Regions from separate parts of the Mus musculus genome. Here region 2 is linked to region 1. A link is a contact called in public HiChIP or PLAC-seq data. All regions are on one chromosome and are shown on one strand. The core of a region is the stretch at or near the end of the contact, and the rest is flanking DNA. Distances in the headings are between cores, read along the strand shown. Region 1 has its middle 38 kb from the start of Gm5420. Region 2 overlaps Sgk1 (serum/glucocorticoid regulated kinase 1).

What was found. HiChIP or PLAC-seq counts read pairs in DNA pulled down with a chosen protein or histone mark.
Region 2: a contact with region 1 is called in an H3K27ac HiChIP or PLAC-seq map of oligodendrocyte precursor cells, with 4 times the contacts expected there. The contact joins two enhancer-like sites. A contact is called at or near these places in 1 of 115 datasets of contacts at active chromatin or transcription factors (oligodendrocyte precursor cells) and 2 of 9 other capture datasets (adipose tissue and liver).

Annotation. Positions count from the first base shown.
Region 1 is chr10:21,650,497-21,654,400 of GRCm38.p6, reverse strand. No RefSeq gene overlaps it. Among named protein-coding and RNA genes, the nearest start is that of Gm5420, 38 kb to the left of the region's middle. Within about 2 kb of position 1,785, at least 33 of the 459 cell types and tissues checked have an H3K27ac peak or open chromatin away from gene starts, as enhancers often do. A contact at or near this core is called in oligodendrocyte precursor cells, where this site is marked.
Region 2 is chr10:21,928,979-21,932,882 of GRCm38.p6, reverse strand. All of the region lies in intron 2 of Sgk1 (serum/glucocorticoid regulated kinase 1), which reads right to left. Among named protein-coding and RNA genes, the nearest start is that of Gm46215, 49 kb to the right of the region's middle. Within about 2 kb of position 1,697, at least 28 of the 459 cell types and tissues checked have an H3K27ac peak or open chromatin away from gene starts, as enhancers often do. A contact at or near this core is called in oligodendrocyte precursor cells, where this site is marked.

The DNA of each region.
Region 1 (3,904 bases), core at 536-3,035:
CAAAGCCCGGTGAACAGTTTCTCTCATGGAAGAGAGCCTCCTTATATTCATGTCTCCTCTAATGGTACTGAAACTCCAAACAACAAAAACCAAAGGATTATGAAACAATGTTAACACGAACCTGGTCATCTTCATTTTCCCTCTCTGCTTCCTGTTTCCCTGATTCCCCTACGGAATTTCTCACATTATGTCTCTAGGATCTGATGTCAAAGCATGAAGTACAGAGTAAGATATTCCCTTGGCATTTTGCTTTCAAATATCTGATTGTGGATCTTGGGTTTTGTGTGTATGTGTGTGTGTGTGTGTGTGGGGGTGTTTAACACAGAGCAGAGCTCTTGCAATCCACGGGATTACAGCTAACACTTTTGACAGAGGGAAGGAGGACAAATTAGGGGACTCAAGACACGGATGGTGTAAATGAATTCTGGACCTTGTCTTGCAATAAAGGCAAAACCTTAGGGAAGGGTGATAGCCAGACCTCAGGTCTGCATACCTGAGAACTGAGGGACTGGGCCTTCCTTTGTTTCCTCCCAGGAATGGTGAATAAATACCTACCCTGTGCAGAAGAGAAGGCCTAAGACTTCTTAGCTCAGATTGGGATGGAGCAACTGAGTTTGGGAAGGACACAGTGTTGCCAGCCTAGAGATCTGCATCGTCCACTTCCCCTTACCAGAAAGCGATACATCTCTGCCAAGCTCTCCCATGTACGTGAGAAGGATCTTAAAGGGAGCCACTTGGATGGCATCACCTGGTTGGTACGGACCAACCAGAAGTAGTTGCATGACTGTTGAGCCCCCTAGAGGGCTTTGGCTGTATCTGATTGCTGAACGCACTGTGTTGAGAATGTGGATAGATTAGCATCAGCGCTGGGGACCATGATGAAAGTCCAGCAGGACTTCTTCATCGTCTTTAGTGGTGACACTGAAAAGCCAGCAGGATTCAAGGGGTGCAGCTATCCGAAGATGACTTACAGACCAAGATGCCACTGCTGCTCTCCAAGTCCGAGCTGGGGAAATTACACACAAAACTCAGGGCAACGAGGCTGGGAAAGAACATATAAATCAATTGCTAGATAAGTAAAGCTGTCTCTTCTCCACAAAGAATGCTACGGGCGCTTGGGCCACTGTCTGCCCGAAGGAACATCTCAAAGAGTTGCCTCCTCTTTATCATAACGGCGAGGACAGGGAGGGCCTGGGAACCCCACAGACCTTCAGCGGTGCACAGGCTTCTTGCATTCCAAGTCTCAACTCACTTGGAAAACTGCCATGTGTTTGAGGATACTGAGCGTCAGTGCTTCCTAATACATCTCCAACGATATCTCATGGTTTGCTTGATTTTATTGAACTCGTCTTGAAAATGAACGCTGCAGATGGGCGCGCGTGCTCTTTGTTCCTGTAGTTCTTCCTGTTATCTGAGAAGTGGAGAACGGGAGTTATATGGTTCAGCCTTTTTGTTCGTGATAGTGGTTTTATTCTGTGCACAGGGAACAAGATTTGGCTCACAATAAAGCGAGCCCGCGAGAGAGAACACTTTAAGACAGTCTCGCATTGTGCTCGGCAGTGGAGAGTACAAATAAAGACGCCAACAGAAGCCATTCAAACTCCTGTTCAAGTAGTTTCTAAATTATTGGTCTCTCTGCGAGAACATTTTCCTCTGATATAAACAGTGCCCATGAATAGGATGAGTGTTTGAACAGAACAAAAGTACCAGGTTTCTTCCTGTTACCCAAACAGCAATCAACACCAATGGTACAGCACCCTACACAGCAGCTCACATCTCACAATGGGCTCATGGAAAAGGGCTGAGACGTTCAGTTCTCTGCTAACATGAATGTCCAGTTCCAGCTGGGGAGACACCAACAGCCAAAATGAACAGTTGCAAAAAAAAAAAAAAAGCCATTGAAGGGACAGGGAGAGGCTTCATACCCTCCAAAGCCACCGCTGAATGCATCTGGATACATCTGGATGTAAGGATGAATCATGCCATTGTCTTAGGAACTGAGTGCACAGCCTCTCTTATCCTTCTTGCTTCTGCAAGCTGTTCCCAAAGATGTTGATTTATTTTATCAGGACTGCTTGTAGCTATACATGCCTGTGTTGAAGTGTGAACACACACACACACACACACACACACACACACACACCCCACACACACCCCAAAAGGAAGGCTATAAACAAAAACATAAAATGCTAAGTGGTTCTGAAACACTAAAAAGCAGAGATGATTAGTCTAATGTTTATAATGTGAGAAGGGTCAAACCTAGCTTTAAAACTCTAATACACCCGAGGCTTGAACACAGAAGGCTTTGTGAGTGAGATGCACCTCGGGTGTGTCTGGCTCCCGATTCTCTCTCGGTGACTTTTGCTTCTTTTGACTACAATTCTCGAGAGGAAATCTATTTTCTGTTGAGATCTAGTACTTGATTCAAATGGGCAAAACCCGAAAGATTCACAAAATAACTACTGAATAGTGTGTTCCCTCCCTTCCTGATCAGGATGTCAGTATTTGGGCAGTTATATTTTCCTTCACAGAAGGAACACTACAGGGACATGGTTGGTGAGGCTCAAGCCACAGGCATTTTAAAGTGACATACGTCAAATATCCAAGTGCCCCACCCCACCCCCAGCCTTGGCTATCCTGCCTATCAGAATCCAAATTCCTCTTTAGCTGACAATTTTATTTCTGGGCTTTTCTAGGATAGAGATTACCCCACTGTAGAAACGACTTTCAGCTTTCTTATGAGCCATTTTTTTTTCAATCTGTCTACTTCTACTTTCTATTTTAAGTGACAAGGCTTCTATTCTGTCAGCACATCCTGGTGTTAGGATATGCCTTACCACACAAGGCAGACAGGAACACTAACCTAGGCTTTGCCATATAAATCTAAAGGGTATTTTTCTTACAGTTTAAAATCATCTTAACATTTTAGGGATCGCTTTGGCCTGTGTTACCAAGAACGTTCCTTCACTTGACGGTTACCCTTGCTTGTCCTCTCAAGTAAAAAAAATTGGAAAAAAGGCAGATGGGAGAGGATTGTCATTGGTGACAGTTCTGTGTCTTGTCTAGTGGTCGTCAAGATTGGTCAAGCGGCTGACGAGGTTACTCAGTAGATTAAAACACTGGTTGTGAAAACCTGAAAATCCAAGTTCAAATTCGCAGCATCCATCTGAGAATGGATCTGTAACCTGAATGCCGGGGTATGCAAAGTCAGGATGCCGGCCTGGCTCCAGCATCAGTGAGGAGCTTGTAACAAGGGAGCAAGGCAGGGAGTGGCACAGCAGATGGACTGGCATTTTCAACCAGCCTCTGGGTTACCACATGGGAATGTGTGCCCCACACAGATACACACATTTGTTTGTTTGTTTATTATGTTAAGAACGGTCAAAACACTGTCTGCCAATCCTGTGTAGGTTGGTTATATTGCATGCACATCATCATTTTATGGTTTCCTCTGTTCTTCATACCCTGTCCTATTATAAAAATGCCAGTGGCTAATGAAAGATGACTCCCATGTCACCCTCATACAGAGACCAACCAAGGCCCATCAGCCATCACCTAAGAGTCTTCATTTGCTGGCTCGTTTACACTGTGCCTGGAAATCTGTGACGTGGTCATCATTAGTCTATGCTTGTTCGTTTCTCAATGGAAAGACGGAGTCTGTTTCAAAGAAGCCTTCACCTGATAGAGTTGGAACTAAGTTTAAAATATTATTTCAAACCTTAAGAGCTCATAGCTCACTGTTCGCTGAAGAGAGAACTTCACTTCTCTTTAGATTTTGTTTTCAATTTGAGACTCGGTTTCTCTGCACACCCTAGGCAGGCTTTCAACTCACAATCCCATCTCAGCCTCTTGAATGTTGTTATTATAGTTGTACGCCACAATGTCGAGCCTCTCTTTAGATTAC
Region 2 (3,904 bases), core at 448-2,947, 280 kb before region 1:
TGGATGCACGCCTTTACTGTCTGGTTGGGAAAGTCAAGGCAGGTGTCTCTCTGTCAGTTCAAGGCCAGCCTGTTCTATATAGTGAGTTCCAGGACAGCCAGGGCTACACAGAGAGACCCTGTCTCAAAGCCTGTACATGCACACACGCACACACATGCACACACACGTACACAGGCACGCAGGCACACATGGCATCATGGCTAACAATACACTTGAGTCTCCATGCTGTGGCCAGAGTATATTACTTAGTACCAGCTTCCCCAGTACCGTGTTATCATCTTTCCCTGCCTCATGCCCAGGAAGAGCTGTTTAATGGATAAACAGTTCCCTTTAGATCGCGATTCCTGTATTCACAGTATCGACATTCTTGGGTGATTTAGTGGTAATATGAATGTTCTAGTTTCTTCCATGGGAAAATACAGGTAATGGCCACCAACTAAACTGTGGGGAGACTTGGTACAAAGTGCAGTACGACTCTTAGCCACTGGTCATTAAAGGCAGCCATTGGCCATTAAAGGCAGACATTGGTCATCAAAGGCAGTGTTTAGAATGTATTCCTTTTTTTTTAAGGTGTGTGTGTGTGGGGGGGATCATTACTCATAAAGGAATTTAAAACTATTTTTGCTTTCTTATTTTATTTAAAACATCTCCACCTCTTTTTCCACTTTAAAAAAAAATTACATCAAAGGGAGTTTATTTTCATTCGTAGGTCATTAAATGCCCACTGTAGGATCTGAGACTTTAAAGGGCTTAGCTTAGACCTCTCGTATGACGTTTGCAAGGCTGTCATTAGACTAAGTTGATCTATTGACCTAGGCTAGATCAGGCATAAGGGAAACAGATCCCTATAAAGTATACACAGATAAACTGACATTTGCAAAAGATTAAAAAAAAATCCTATCCCAGCTGGGTGTTGTGACACAGGCGCAGGCCTTTACGGGCACCCAGCGGGCAGAGGCAGGCGGGGATCTGTGAGTTCCAGGCCAGCTCTGGAAAGCGGTTCAAAGGCAAGGCTGCACTGCTTTAATTTTTACAGGTGAGTGCTGATCAGGTAAACGAAGGATTCCCTTAGGCCAGGCCACACAGGAGATGGCAGGGGAATGACTTGATGACTTGCCTAGCAAGCACCACCTTCTCCACTGCCACCCTCAAAGGTTTTGCCTGCCTGCAGCACAGCTTCACTTTAAAAGGAACAGAGTTGGTCAGGCAAGATGGCTCATCAGGTGCGACCTGTGTTTGATCCCTAGAACCTCGTGGTGGAAGGAAAGAAATAAACACTGGGTTGTCCTCTCATCTCCACACATGCTTGGTGGACTGTGTGCACATACAGACATATACACATGTCACATACAAGGAGTGCATAAGAAAGATAACAAAAAAAAATGTAAAGGACAGAGTTGTGTTTTCAAGGAACTATTTCACTCTTACTTTATCGTTAAAGGGGTGCACACTATGACTCTGTGTTTTAATTTTTAAAGATATCTTCTTGATTGGTGTGACCTTAAGGAAAACCCAGCGAGGCCCGAGAAGCAGCTAACATACAGTGAATTTGAGAGTGAAGTGCCTGCATTCCCAGTAGAGTGGAGAAATGGAGTACAATGTTGGCATAAGTCCCTGCCAGTCTTTAGTTCTATCTCTAGCTCCATCAGTCACGTGGTAGATGGCAGGCTCTGACTCAAATACTTAGAGGCCTTTGCTCTGTAGGATTAGCAGAGCCCTCTCTTCACAAGGCAATGAATTGCTAAACCGCTTCCAACTCTAGGAGCCTGCAAACCCTAGCCAGTGGACTGGCTGAGATTTTTGTAAATGGAAGTCTGTCAGAACACAGCCAGGCCTGTTATTTCTTGTGTCATCCAATGACAGCTTTCTCTACAGACAGAAATGCCTCAGTAGGCCACAGACTGTGTCAGTAAAGCCAAAAACATTCAACGTCAGAAAAAAATAAGCCTTTTGTGGCCAGCCCAGAGCTGAGTCGGAGTCTGATTCCTGTGATTAGCCAGTTCGTAAGCCAACGAAGACCAGCGCTCTTACAATGAGCACCCTCTGCATGGAACCTTACAGATTGTGGGAGGCTCGGCTATGCTTCATCTTTTGATCATTTCTCATAAGTGACCAGGATGAGTTTTTCATGAAGACATTGCATGATGTCCTGGGTCCATGTTTTCAATCTTTAAACATCTAGAACAAGAGTCCTTTGTCTCTGGGAAATGCTTATCATCTTCAAAAGAGGATGATGCTGAAGTAACCCTCTGGTGGTGTACTGGCTTGAAACAGCACACTGGAAGACCTACAATTGTTGCACCTTACAGAAATGGTGGTTTTTAAAGACTGTTTTTCCTGGCCCTGACCTACCTTTGCCTCTCAAGGGCTGGGACTAAACACATGTACTACTTACTGCCCTAGGGCTCTTTATCACTGTATTGACAGTAAAATACAGCCTAATTGTGGGGCTGTGTTTGCACTTTAATCCCAGCACTGTGAGTTCGAGGCCAGCCTGATTGATAGCCTGAGTCCCAGGACAGCCAGGGCTACACAAAGAGAAACCCCTGTCTCAAAAACAAATAAACAAAAGAGATAATGAAAGAAATATATAGATTATACGTAATGCCTTATATAAAAATAAATATAAACCTAATTAAATTACAAATTCAAAATATAGCTTTACCTTAATCCTCAGTCTTTAAATAAAACCCCTTAATTTTTTAAATTTTAGAAGCTGTGTGATAAATTCGTTATCTTATCTTCCTGAAAATAACAAAAATAAAAATAAGGAAAAAGAAGAGAAGAGAAAAGAAAAGAAAGGAAAGGAAAGGAAAGGAAAGGAAAGGAAAGGAAAGGAAAGGAAAGGAAAGGAAAGGAAAGGAAAGAAAAGGAAAAGAAAAGGACTCTCTTCCCAAATTCTTTTAGAGTTACAGGAGAACGCTGTAAGTGGGTCAAATTGTGTTGAACTAAATATTATCGGTAGCAGCAAGTCTATCGGTGATGAGTACAATCCACTGTGTGCATCATTACAAGTTGATCATGGGGCTAAGAGCACTGACTGCTCTTCCAGAGGTCCTGAGTTCAAATCCCAGCAATCACATGGTGGCTCACAACCATCCATAATGAGATTTGATGCCCTCTTCTGATGTGTCTGAGGACAGCTACAGTATACTTACATATAACAATAAATAAATCTTTAAAAAAAAAAGTTGATCATGTACATTACTGAACACCGAACCTATTCTAGATGACCAGTCGTTGAGCGTCACAAAACCTAACGCAGTTCTAAGAAGGTTCAGTTCCCTAGCAGGGAAAGCAAACCCATGGAGAAATAGGAGTTGGAAAGATTAAGTGATGAACGGGGCATCTTTTACTACAGTAATGCTATGGCACAGGATGGCACATGCCCCTGACTGTGCACCATTACACAGCTGCCAAAGCACCAAGAATGAACTAAAGCTGGGTAGAGTGGCACCTGGGTATGATCCCAGTCCTCAGAAGGCTAAGGAAGGAGGATGGAGAACGTAAGGCCAACCTAGGATACAGAATAAGTCCCCATCTCAAACCAACAAGGACACATTAGTCCCAACATAAACTACAGTGCTGAGTAATGATGTATCTATCCGCTGGGGATGCTGATAATGGAGAAGGCTATGCTCGGGGAGGGAAATGTAAATTATAGAAAATCTTTATACCTCTGCACAATACTTCTATGAGTCCCAAGCTACATTAAAGGTTGATTTTTTTTTTAATTAGATAACACAACAGGAGGCTGGTGAGATGGCTTTGTGGGTTAAGGCCCAGTGACCTGAGTCCTCAGGACCCACATAATAAAGGAGAGAGTGAAACTTATGCAAGTCACCCTCTGACTTCCATATGTGTGTTAAGGTGCATATGCAAGTACATACATACATACATACAT